Linked DNA regions of Arachis hypogaea: region 1 is linked to region 2. The links are chromatin contacts, called in public Hi-C maps. All regions are on one chromosome and are shown on one strand. Each heading gives the region's core, a stretch centred on a gene start, on an enhancer-like site or on the middle of the called end of the contact. The rest is flanking DNA. Distances are from core to core; before and after follow the strand shown. Region 1 holds the start of LOC112705709 (protein NLP5). Region 2 overlaps LOC112705705 (catalase).

Evidence for each region. Hi-C and Micro-C count contacts between places; a contact is called where the count stands out from the background.
Region 1: a contact with region 2 is called in a Hi-C map of an unstated tissue, with 7 times the contacts expected there. The contact joins the promoter of LOC112705709 here to the enhancer-like site in region 2. A contact is called at or near these places in 5 of 8 Hi-C or Micro-C datasets (leaf and an unstated tissue).

Annotation. Positions count from the first base shown.
Region 1 is chr8:3,689,293-3,695,965 of arahy.Tifrunner.gnm2.J5K5, forward strand. It overlaps LOC112705709 (protein NLP5), which reads left to right and starts at 4,379. Exons shown (of 5, transcript XM_025756619.2): 1 at 4,379-4,579; 2 at 5,061-6,197; 3 at 6,511-6,558. The coding sequence starts at 5,181.
Region 2 is chr8:3,628,502-3,634,477 of arahy.Tifrunner.gnm2.J5K5, forward strand. LOC112705705 (catalase) reads left to right here. Exons shown (of 6, transcript XM_025756615.3): 3 at 1,522-2,573; 4 at 2,670-2,759; 5 at 2,842-2,909; 6 at 3,012-3,429. The coding sequence ends at 3,165. Among protein-coding and RNA genes, the nearest start is that of LOC112705705, 3.7 kb to the left of the region's middle. Within about 2 kb of position 3,745, at least 3 of the 3 cell types and tissues checked have open chromatin away from gene starts, as enhancers often do.

The sequences.
Region 1 (6,673 bases), core at 3,129-5,628, 61 kb after region 2:
CACTTCCCTGCAATTCCTTGAGAGACGACCCGAGGTTCAATACTTCGGTTAATTTTATTAGGTTTGCTTAAGTGACAAATAATTTAAATTTTATTGAGGTTTAATTATCGGTTTAGAACCATACTTACAACGCACTTATTTTTGTGAAAAATCTTTACCGACATTTTTCCCCCATCAACACCCCAAGTCAACATCTTCTAGCTGATAGAATAAGCTCTTGAAGAAAGATTCAGCTTCCCGGCTAAGAGCCTCTGGATCCTTTTCTCACACACAATCCTTGAGAAGAGACCATGAATCTTATTTATCTTCCACCGCCAAGTGTCTGAACATGGAAGAAGTTGGTATTTCTGTCCTCGAACTTCACCCACTGTTCTCTGAATTTTTGAAATCAAAGAAGTTCCTCTTGTACAAGAGTGTTATTATAATCCTTAATCAATTGTTGTTCCTTTTGACGCATGAAAGAATCTTCCCTTTCTTCCAAACACTTCTGAAGATAATTAATTTGACGATCTAATTCATATTTCCTAACAACGATGTTACCAAACACTGTAGAATTAAACTCAAGAGAATTCTTCTGCACCTCTAAAAGCTTGTTTTGCACCCCTCTAAAGCTAGACCACCAATATTGTTTCACAATATCTCTGTAACCAGGGTGAGTAGCCCAAGCCGCCATAAGATGGAAGGGTCTGTTCCTTTTCGGTTGCGGGCACCCTTTATAGTGTACTAAGATAGGACAATGATCAGACTGTAGTTTATTTAGTATTTCTGCATATGCCTCAGGAAAAAGAGATAACCATCTATTATTAATACAAACTCGGTCAAGCTTTTTTGCCACCCCAGTATTGTTTTTTACCCTCTTGTACCAAGAAAAACGTCTCCTAATAGTCTTCAAGTCAAACAGAGCACTATTCCCTAAAGAATTGGCAAATTGATAAGCATGTCTACTCAAAAATGATAACCCTTAGTTTCATGAGAGAAAAGAACCTCATTAAAATCACCGAGAACAATCCAAGGACCTTGAAAAGACAAAGATTGAGCTACCAGGTAATCCCAAAAAAGACCTCTAGTATTATGCTGAGGACTACCATAGATACCACTACACCTCTAAATCACATTTTTAAGATGAACTTCGATTGTGACACACTGGTTGCAAGCACAACCAATTTTCAGCAAGTACCTTGCATTGCAAAAAGGAACTAGATACCACCCTTATGCCCAACTGCCTTTTCTATACCCATAGGATAGTAACTAAGTCTTTTTTAGAACAGTTTTAAATGTTGAAAGGGAGAATAAGTCTCAATCACAATTAAAAAAAAATTCTAAATTTTCTAACAAGATCCTTACAATTCACCTAGGCTAACTTATTAGAAGCACCCAATTAATATTCCAAATTAAGATATTTAAACTATCCATTAAATATAATTAATAAGAGAATATCAAGAAACAGGTGAAATTAACTTGCACTACCAACCTCAGTAGAAGACTTGTCCCCTGAAACAGAACAACTCAGGCCTCCATGAACTACTGCCTTTTACTTCATTATGATGCACATTTATCCCGAGCTACAATCGACGAGATTAGTGGCAGTGCAACGCTCTCCGTACCTCCTTATACCCACCTTTTTAGACATTGATGGAATGCCAAAATCTTGGACCCCACTCACAAGAACTAGCGGTGCCATTACTCCCTTCTCAGGCTAAATCATGGTTGGACTCTCAAGGACCAGAGCATCCCCTGCCGCGCCTCCAACCGGCAAATTTTGCAAGGATGCCGAATGCAGACATTTCTTGATGGAGGGCCTTCTCGTTGCTGGCGTATGGGTAGATGATAGCGCATGCTGCTGGGTTGCCTCATGCCCAATCCGGACTCTTTGCTTTCTGAATCCTCGTAAAAGCTGAGGTTTGGACCTCTGGTGGTCACCCGACCCAAAATGGGTTTGATTGAAACCTTGGGCCTTCATTATTAAATTGTGGCCCAATTTAACTTTTCCTTTCTTCAGCACCTTATGTCAGTCCGCTTCCCCCTCTTCACATGACTCATTGCCATTGGCCTCGTTCCACACGGAATCATCTCCAGATTTTGTACGCAAATTAGTGTCGTTATCATTGCCTAAATTATTGGTCGGATCAACAGTTTCTATTTCACCTGAATTTTGAATTTTCGGATCTAACTTGTCGCCGCCTTGTGCCTCCCCTTGAATAGATTCAACCATCTTCTCTTTCTTGAGAATCTTACCTAGGCATTGAGATTTATTATGGCCATATCTTGCACAAAATTCACAAAGTAAAGTTAGACTTTCATACTCCACATCGTAAAAGACACCCTCTACTATGATATTCTTGATCACCAGCAATTCTAAATTTATTTGAACACAAGTACATGCATATCTCTCCCTCTTTGCCAGTTTGGTGGCCAAATCGAGTTTTATCAGGACTCTTATTCTAGTTGAAATACGTAGCATTGCCTGCTCTTGATAACACTCGATTGGGAGATTGGAGACTCGAATCCAAACTAACATAGAACCGAAAGATTGTTCGGGTCGAAAATCAACATCCCAAGATTTATCGCGACATAGTGACCCTCGATCAGCTAAGGCCCATCAAGCATGGCCTTTTCACGATCTTCAGCGACATCTAATTTCACCAGAATGTACCTAAATTCCACATCTAGCAAAGTGAAACCTCCTTTGATGCGCCATACTACCTTCAGCTTATGAGAAAGAGCTGTGTAGTTATACTTCCTGTCCAGGACCTTGATCACCAGGGCTTCTCTATAAGGTTCGGCCAAATAGGTCTTCACCTCTATGCTAAAGCTTATACTTGAGAATCACTTTGCTTGTCTATTATCGTCGCAATACCATCTTCTGGTAATGATCCGACAAGTGCAAAGTACTTCAACCTTGTTGTACCAATAACGTTATCTTGAAAAAAGACCTTAGGAACCTTCTGAAAATCATCTCAAAAAAGAGCCTCCTTATCACTGAAAGCACACCCACTCAAACTCTTCTCCTCGTGTTTCCCCTCACCCCCTCACGTGCACTCTCTCTTTCGCTCATTTTTTCGTTTTTTAAAAGAAAGAAGTTTGCTATCCATATTTATTCTTTGTTGTAATTATACGTGTAAAATTTTGTAGTGAAACATCTAAGTTTATATAAATAGAACAAAAAATTAGAAAAGAGTGAAAATAAAAATACAAAGAAAAAGGATAATGATAATAATGATATAAGAGAGTACTAACAATATGCATGAGATAGTAAAAATAACAATAACTACACATACAAACTGACTCCATCGTAATAGAAACTATTCCATGATAGGAATAACTGCATATGATTTTGGGCTATAGTGCATGTGTAAAATGGAAAGAAAGTATTGGACACCAAATTCCCATATTCCCTTCATATATTAGTATAGAAAATTTTCTTTATATATTGTTATAAATTAAACAAAATAAAATGTTAAGTTCAATATAAATTAAATAAAAAATGTCCAATACTCAGTATTATAGTAAAAAAATAGTTATTATGATAGAAACTAAAATTATCAATTTTACAATGGGATTAGTTAATTCAATTCATGACAAAAATAATAAAAAAATATTAAAATCTAAATTTATTAGATATTAAATAAAATAAAAAATATTCAATATTTTTAGAATAAAAATTAAAATATTAAAAAGAAATAAAAAAAAATTCATATATAAATTTTAGTAATTATACAACGTGACTTTGAAATAAGTTTAGAAAAAAAACTGAACAACATTTTTAAATTATAATAATAAAAATAAAATAAAAAGATAAAATTAAACACTAAATTCTCATATTTTTTTTATTTGTAGGAGTAAATGAAAAGATAAAATTAGACACCACATTTTTTCACATTTCGTTTATATATTATTATAGATAAGTCAATGAATCAAATTAGAGTACGTTCAAATGATAGAACTACTGGGAGAAAAAGGAAAGAACAAAGTTAAGGGATGTTTGTGTGCTGATGGGGGAGGTTTGAGTTTGACTTTACCTCAAAAGAGAGCGAGAGTTCCAATGAGTGGGACCCATCATTGGTAGCATCGGTTATCAGTATCTTCATTCTTCTTCTCAGTTGGTTGGAATCATCAGCATTCCATGATTTCTTTCTCCCTCACATACTTTCCAATGCCCCCTCCTTCATTTCACTCATACATGTCAACATCTATCTTCTATTTATTACCATTACACTTCAATTTTATTTGAATTGTTATTTTGTATCCTTAAAATTAAACTAAACTAAACTAATTATTTATATCATTTTTAGCCACACACAGGACAAGGTTCATTCTTGTGTCACGGTGGGTCCCTCCTAAGAATCCATCAATATTCATCATCAACCCACCATCTCCTATTTTATTTTATTAAATAAATTTCTTGCATTTCTTGTTTGTTGCTTCCTTACTCCTCACCTCCACTTATTAATTATTATTATTATTATTATTATTATTGACATCAGCATGAACTTGACAATTATAAAAGAGTGCACAGCACCAAATATAAAATAAAATAATAAAAACCAGAACTTGGAGTATCTTCAAGAATCTTTACATGGTGAGTTATTCCCTTCTTCTATCTTCGCTTTTACCTTGCCGGAGGACCCTCCTTTCTTCATTTTCATACAAAGGAACCGCATAGAAAAAAAGATTCCTTCAATTCACTCACTATAGCTAGAGTTTGGAATCTTGCACATAAAGTGTTATATTCTGAGTGTATAGAGGAGAATCTTTTCTTTTTTGGTGAGCATGGCCACCATGTTTCGCCTCCAACTTTCTTCTTTTTGTTTCCCCTTTTGCTTCGTCGATTAAGACTTTGCATCCAGGTTTTTCTTTTCAAACCTCGAATCTATTCTGTTCTTCATTTTTTGGTTTTCATTCTGATAAATCAAAACTTATATAATTATATATATGTATGTGCTGCTTTGACCTTAGCTTGCATCAGATTTTTAGTAGGAAAAAAGTAGAAACAATCATGATTCATTCATCAACTTTTGTTTTTTTCATTTGCTGACATTATTTGACTACTTTTTTGGCAGAAAGAAACTGTTTGAAGACTGAAGAAGCCGAAGCCGAAGCCGAATCCGAATCCTCTTACCTTGTGTTTTTGTTTAAGACAAGAAAGATTGTTTTGTTAGATCTGTTTTGGGAGCACCAACATGAGAGATGGTGGAGTGTTATCATCAGGTACCATGCTGGAACCTACTCCTCCTCCTCCTCCTCCTCCTCCACCACCACCACCACCAGCACCACCTCCTTCAGAGGTAGCAACAACAACAACATCAATATCAATGGACTATGATTACATCAATGAACTCTTTGTAGATGGTTGCTGGTTAGCAGCTTCTTCTTCTTCTGCTGCTGCTGCTGCTGCTGATGGATCTGCTGATTTCTATGTGCCAAGTCCTTCTTTTTCAAACCCCATATTTGATCCATTCTCTTGGCCTTGCTTGGATACTGAACAAATTGAATCCCAAGAACGAGAACGAGAACAAGAACATGAACATGAAAAACAACAACAACCACCACCTTTTAGCCATGACTTAGTTGTTGCTGCTAATAGTTGTAGCCGGAATCAGCAACAACAGTATCATCACTATGAGAATCAGTCAGTGGAAAACAATAATCCAAATCCTAATAATCCTTCTGAGTTTTTCAGAAGGTGGTGGATTGCACCAAGTTCTAATCCGGGACCTGGATCTTATGTCGTTGAGAAGCTATTGAAGGCACTCATGTGTATCAAAGATGTGAACAGAAACAAAGACATGCTTATACAAATATGGATTCCAGTTATGAACAGAGGAGGCACTCAGATTCTCAGAACCAATGGGCTTCCATTCTCACTTGAATCAAGGTCTGTGAACCTTGCAAAGTACAGGGAAATCTCGGAGGTGTACCAGTTCTCTGCCGAGGAGGATTCGAAGGAGTTGGTGCCCGGATTGCCAGGGAGAGTTTACAAGGAGAAGGTTCCTGAGTGGACTCCTGATGTTAGATTCTTCAGGAGCTATGAATATCCAAGAGTTGACCATGCTCAAGTCTATGATGTGAGAGGATCATTGGCACTTCCAATCTTTGAGCAAGGTAGCAAGAATTGCTTAGGTGTTGTTGAAGTTGTCATGACTCAACAGAAAATCAACTATCGCCCTGAACTTGAAAGTGTTTGCCAAGCACTTGAGGTTTAATTTTCCTCCTCAACTTTCCTTATGTGTTCTCTTTTATTTGCATAATGAACTTCTATTGTGTTGTAAATATCCTAAGAAAACTTGAAACTTGTGCTTGCTAGCTTTTTCCTTTCATCGTGCTATTGCTATTTCTGGAGGTATAATTAATTTCTATGAAACTCTTCTTTCAATATCATCCTTTTCAAACAGATACTTTTATGACAAATATGATGTTGTTTACTTGTGATTGAATTTTTCTATTTTAGCTATTCAAATATAAGATTCATTTGTTAGTTTTAACTATTGGAGGAAATTTGTTATTTTGCAGGCTGTTAATCTTACAAGCTCAAAACTTCCAACTATTCAGAATGTGAAGGTAAAAATGAAAAAAAAAAAAAAGAAAAATCATCTGAGAGTAAAGATTTTTAATGAACTTGAACTTCTCAATTTCCTTATGATAACTGAACTGTTCCATTTTTTTTTTTAATTTT
Region 2 (5,976 bases), core at 2,495-4,994:
TCTTAATTATTCTTACCCTTTTCCTTTTGAAAAATCAAATATTATACAAATAACTATGTATATAGAGGTAAAAATAAATAAATAATTAATATATTTCTTTTTGTTTTTAATTATTTGTTCATTAATTATATAAATGACTGGAAGATTTTTGGTCTTTGGTATACATATCAAGGTTAAATTAATTATTTATGTAGCATTTTAAACTTTAATTGTGTGTAACTCTCTCTTGAAAAGAGAAAAAAAAAAAGAAAAAAGATTTAAAAACAAAGGAAGAGAGATAAAAGAAAGAGTGGGTTAATCTGAAAAAAAAAGGTTAAAAAGGTTTTTGTTAAAATAAAACAATTATGCTCCATCAACATAAAATATTAGACACTAATTAGGATTTATAATTATAAAGACACATATTTAGTGTTAAGAAATCAATTATAATATTATAAAAATAGTTAAGTATTTTATCATGACAAATTTAATTATTTTATTAGAAGTATTTGATTTTATTTTAAAAATATATAAAATAATATACACAAATATACATAAATACAAATTGGTTAATTTAGTAAATAATTTTTATATTAATATAATTTTTTAAATAATAGATTTAAAAATTATTTGTTTTTTATGATATAATGATATATAATTAAGTGTCAATTCTTTTATACCGTACCAAAGAAGTGTAGTTGACTAGTTGAGTTGCAAGAATAGCCGCACAAGCACATGATGAAATATAATTTTTTGAGCAAATATTTTTCAATTTCATGAAAACAAATTGAGGTCAATATCCGTACACATCTCTTTCACCATCTTAGGAAGCTTTCTTCTTTTAAGGAAAAAAGAATTGTACTTTTTCTATATTGTTATAGATGAACAAAGACAAAAGATGAGTGGTGGAGTTGATGGTTCATGGATTGACAATATATAGTAGAGAGAAAGAAGAAGCCACAAGAAAAATATGGTTAATTAATATAGGATTTGGTGGTTGATAATGATTTTTGTAAATAATATTATTAATGTGTTTAAAATTGATTCAATATTACTTTATTTTAAATTAATTTATAAATCTTAATATTAGGATAATCATTCGCATACTTAGTAAATTGAATATTTAGTCATTATTAACGGTATATAAGTAAATCGAATCAAAAGAAATAATCATCCAATTAAAATAGTTAACATAAAAAAAGTATAAATAGACAATAAAAATACTAAACAATATGAACAATAGATATATTAGATGTTTAATTAGTTAAGTATGTTGATGGTTATCCTAATATTAAGATTTAGATAGATAATTTAAAAATGTAATGTATTTTTATTTTATTGAACAAATTTTAGAATCTATTGTTCACATTTTTCACAAAAATCAATTTAATAAAATTTCATCCATAATTATCTATATTACTATTGAATTGAATATCCAATATATTTTATTATTTACATTGAATATCCAATATATTTATTATTCATATTATTTAATATTATCATTCTCTCTATAATAGAATTTAATTAATTAATTGCATCCAGGTCCAATTCTGTTGGAGGATTATCAATTTGTGGAGAAGCTTGCAAACTTCGACAGGGAGCGGATCCCGGAGCGTGTAGTGCACGCGAGGGGAGCTAGCGCTAAGGGCTTCTTCGAAGTGACACACGACGTTTCACACCTAACATGCGCCGACTTCCTCCGCGCCCCGGGAGTGCAAACCCCCGTCATCGTCCGTTTCTCCACAGTCATCCACGAGCGCGGCAGCCCCGAGACCATCCGCGACCCCCGCGGCTTCGCCACCAAGTTTTACACCCGCGAAGGCAACTTCGATCTCGTCGGCAACAACTTCCCCGTGTTCTTCATCCGCGACGCCATGAAATTCCCTGACGTCATCCACGCCTTCAAGCCAAACCCTAAGTCCAACGTCCAAGAGAATTGGCGCATTCTCGACTTCCTCTCCCACCATCCCGAAAGCTTCAACACTTTCACGTGGTTCTATGATGACGTGGGCATCCCCATCAATTACCGTCACATGGAGGGTTTCGGTGTTCACACCTACACTCTCCTCAACAAAGCTGGCAAGGTTCTGTATGTCAAGTTTCACTGGAAGCCAACTTGCGGCGTTAAGTCCCTTCTAGAAGAAGAGGCCATTCGCATCGGAGGAACCAACCACAGCCACGCAACGCAAGATTTGTATGATTCCATCGCTGCGGGTAACTACCCCGAATGGAAGCTCTACTTTCAGACTATGGACCCTGATCACGAGGACAATTTTGACTTTGACCCTCTTGACACTACCAAGACTTGGCCGGAGGATATTCTTCCTCTTCAGCCTGTTGGTCGCTTGGTTTTGAACAAGAACATTGATAATTTCTTCGCTGAGAATGAAATGCTTGCTTTCAGTATGCATGTGGTGCCCGGTATTAGCTACTCCAATGATAAGATGCTTCAAGGTAGGATCTTCGCTTATGCTGACACTCAGAGGCATAGGCTTGGTCCTAACTATCTTCAGATTCCTGTTAATGCTCCAAAATGTGCTCATCATAACAATCACCATGATGGTTTTATGAACTTCATGCACAGGGATGAAGAGGTACACACACCTTTATTAATTGCTTTAGTTTACATTCTGTTTCCATAACTAAATCTGTAACTAACTAGTGTTGGTTTGGTTGTTCAAATTTGACAGGTGAACTACTTCCCTTCAAGGTTTGATCCTGTTCGTCACGCAGAAAGGGTCCCCATGTCTAATGCTCTTATCAGTGGACAACGCGAAAGGGTTAGCTAGTTCTTCAATCAGATGACAATAGTTGTTTGAATTTTAATCCTGATAACAAATGAAATTATTTTAATATATGCAGAGTGTAATTGTGAAGGAGAACAACTTTAAGGAAGGCGGAGATAGATACCGTTCTTGGGCACCTGACAGGTTCTTATTATCTTATCACAAATTATAGTATAATCTGGAACTAATAACATGCATGTTTATATGTTGTTATGTCCTAACATTGGATTATTATGATTGTGGCAGACAAGAAAGATTTATCCGCAGATGGATTGAGGCATTGTCTGACCAACGTCTGACCCATGAAATCCGCAGCATTTGGATCTCATACCTGACTCAGGCTGATCGTTCTCTTGGTCAGAAGGTAGCAAGTCGTTTGAATGTGAGGCCAAACATCTAAGGTTGCTGTGGAAGAAGAAGGGGTCAACTATGAAGAATGTAATATAGGAGTTACTTTGCATATGCGACTCTGTTACATTACAATGGATTCATAGATCCTTTTTACTATTTATTATTATTACTGTTACTATTACTATTACTATTACTATTACTATTACTATTACTATTACTACTGCGTTGTATACCAATGTACTGCTAAATCTGTCCGCGTGTACGTGCAACTTGTTTACCTATTTGATCAAATCAATAAATGTTGTTTGAATCATTACCTATATGTATATATTATTTATGCAAGGATTCTAGTACCAAATCCTAATCTTAGCTGGGAAATGAACGTAGTGCAGTTGTTCTTTTTTGTGTGGTCATGGTAGTGCAGTTGTTTGTGAGCAAATTATGGACGAAAATTTTTTATTTGGACTTGGATATAAAAATATAACGTTTCTTTTCTTGTTTTTTTCTTTATTTGGACAGAAATTTTTACTTGGACTTCGATACGAAAACAGGGCAAGAGATCTCAAACTCTGCTGTGTGGTCGAACGTTGAGTCTTCGAGGATTTTATTAGAAGCCCAATAGGCACAAGTTTTTATTAGGAAGCCCAATACATACTTTAAGATCCAAAAGTGAGAGCTATAAAGTTACTATGTCCAAAAACCCATGAATGTTGGTGCAGTTCTTCATTAAAAAGGGAAATTGGTCCTCTCAAAGTCAGTGCAATTCTTCACTTCTGCCTCTCACTTTCAAAAAAAAGAACTGTCCAAAACAAGAAAAGGTTAAAAATAAGGTCGGCCAACCAAAAATAAGGGAAAAGAAAAGCAAGGTTGCGAGAACCGAACCGGTAAATGAACTGGTAAAGTAATTGATTTAATGGTTCAGAGGTTCAACCGGGATTCAACCGGTTTAATTATATATACAATAAAAGTATTAACAAATTTAAATACCTCAGTCAGATTCTAATATAAACAATATTTTTTCTCAAATCCAGCAACCCATAATTAATAAAACACCATCAATAACTCAAATCCAGCAACCAGAATCAACAAAGCAGACAAATCAGCAGAATCAACTCAGAATAAAAATCATAGCACAACTCAGAATAAAAAAATTCAGCATCAATAATAAACAATGCAGTGAAGCACTGCCTATACCACCATCAACAACTGAATAAGAAAAAATCAAAATCATAGCATAACTTAGAATAAAAAATTCCAACATAAACAATAACCAATATAGTAAAGCACTGCCCATAACACCATCAACAACTGAATCACAAAAATCAAAATCATAGCATAACTCAGAATCAGAAAAATTCCAACATAAACAACAAACAATGTAGTGAAGCATTGCCCAACTGAACAAAAAAAATCAGCAACCAGCAACTCATAAATCAAAATAAACAAAATTAACAAAATAACCGATGCAAGGTGACAAAGCGGCTAATACTCTGCAGTCGAGCAGAGAGAGGCGTCGCCGTGAGAGAGACGGAGAGAAAGGACGTTGAGCTTCGATCCTCATACAGAGAGAAAACTCGAAGAGACAGACGGAGCAGTCCTTCGCGGCGGCGATGCCAACAACTCAGACTCGATGTCGAGGAGAGGTGACGATAATAGGTGTTGTTGACCTTGAAGAGAGCGACAGAGAGAGATCACCGAAGAGACGACGACGGCCGACAGCGACAAGAAGAGTAACGATCCGAAGAGACGACGACCGACTGACGGCGATGAGGAGGAGAACGATGAGAAGAGTGCAACGGGGGGATAGTGATGGTGGTTGGGTTTAGGGTTTCTCAGAGACGGAGAAAAAGGGGAGAGGAGGGGAGGGGTGGGGGTGGGCTGAGAAGAGTGTGACGGTGGAAGAGTAATGGCAGCTAGGTTTAGGGTTTCTCAGAGACAGAGAGGGAGAGAAGGGGGAAGAGGGAAGGGTGGGGGTGGGGTGGGGGTAGAGGTGGGGTGGGTTGGTATCTGTTGGGTTTTATATATATATAATAAAAAAAACGGTAACCCTGAAAAAATCCGGCCGATTCTGACGGTTTACCGGTTAATCGCCGGTTCGGCCGGTTCTTAGTCCGGTTTTTTGATGAACGATTTTATAGTACAACTGAACCGACCAGATGACCGGTTCCTGGTTAATCCGGTTGTACTGGCTGGTCCATTTCGATTTTCAGAACAATGAAGAAAAGAACCCGAATTAGAATGAAGGTTACCTAATAGATTTTAGAGAAAAGGATAAATAGGTCTTTAATTTTTTAATTCAAAAATACATAAATTTTTAATTAATTAAAAATATAAAATTGTCTATGATTTTTTAAAATATGAAATATTTAAGTCTTTCCATTCAAAATATATAAGGTCAAATCAGTCATTCGCAGGGACTTAGATGTCTCGTATTTTAAACAGTGAAGATTATTTTTCTATTTTTAATTAATCAAAAACTTATTTATCTGTGAAATAAAAAGTCAAGACCTATTTATCGTTTACTCTAGATTTTAAGATCTAACGGCCGTTAATTTGTTGAACCCATAATTCTGAAAACTCAACCAAACTGATCGGTTCAATCGAGTTAACTAGGAACCGATTTTTTAACCAGTTCGATTGAGATATAAAACCATTCTTAAAAACCGATAAAAAATCAATCGAACTAACATTAACCGATAAACCGTTAGAACTGACCGGGTTTTTTTTATAGTTTTCAGTTTGGTACATCACTTAAAAACGACGCCGTTTTGCTTTTGTTTAAAACGCAAAATCAAAAGGAAGAAGCACACCCTTTCTTTCACTCTCTGAACCATGACTGAAACCTAACCCTAACCCCAGC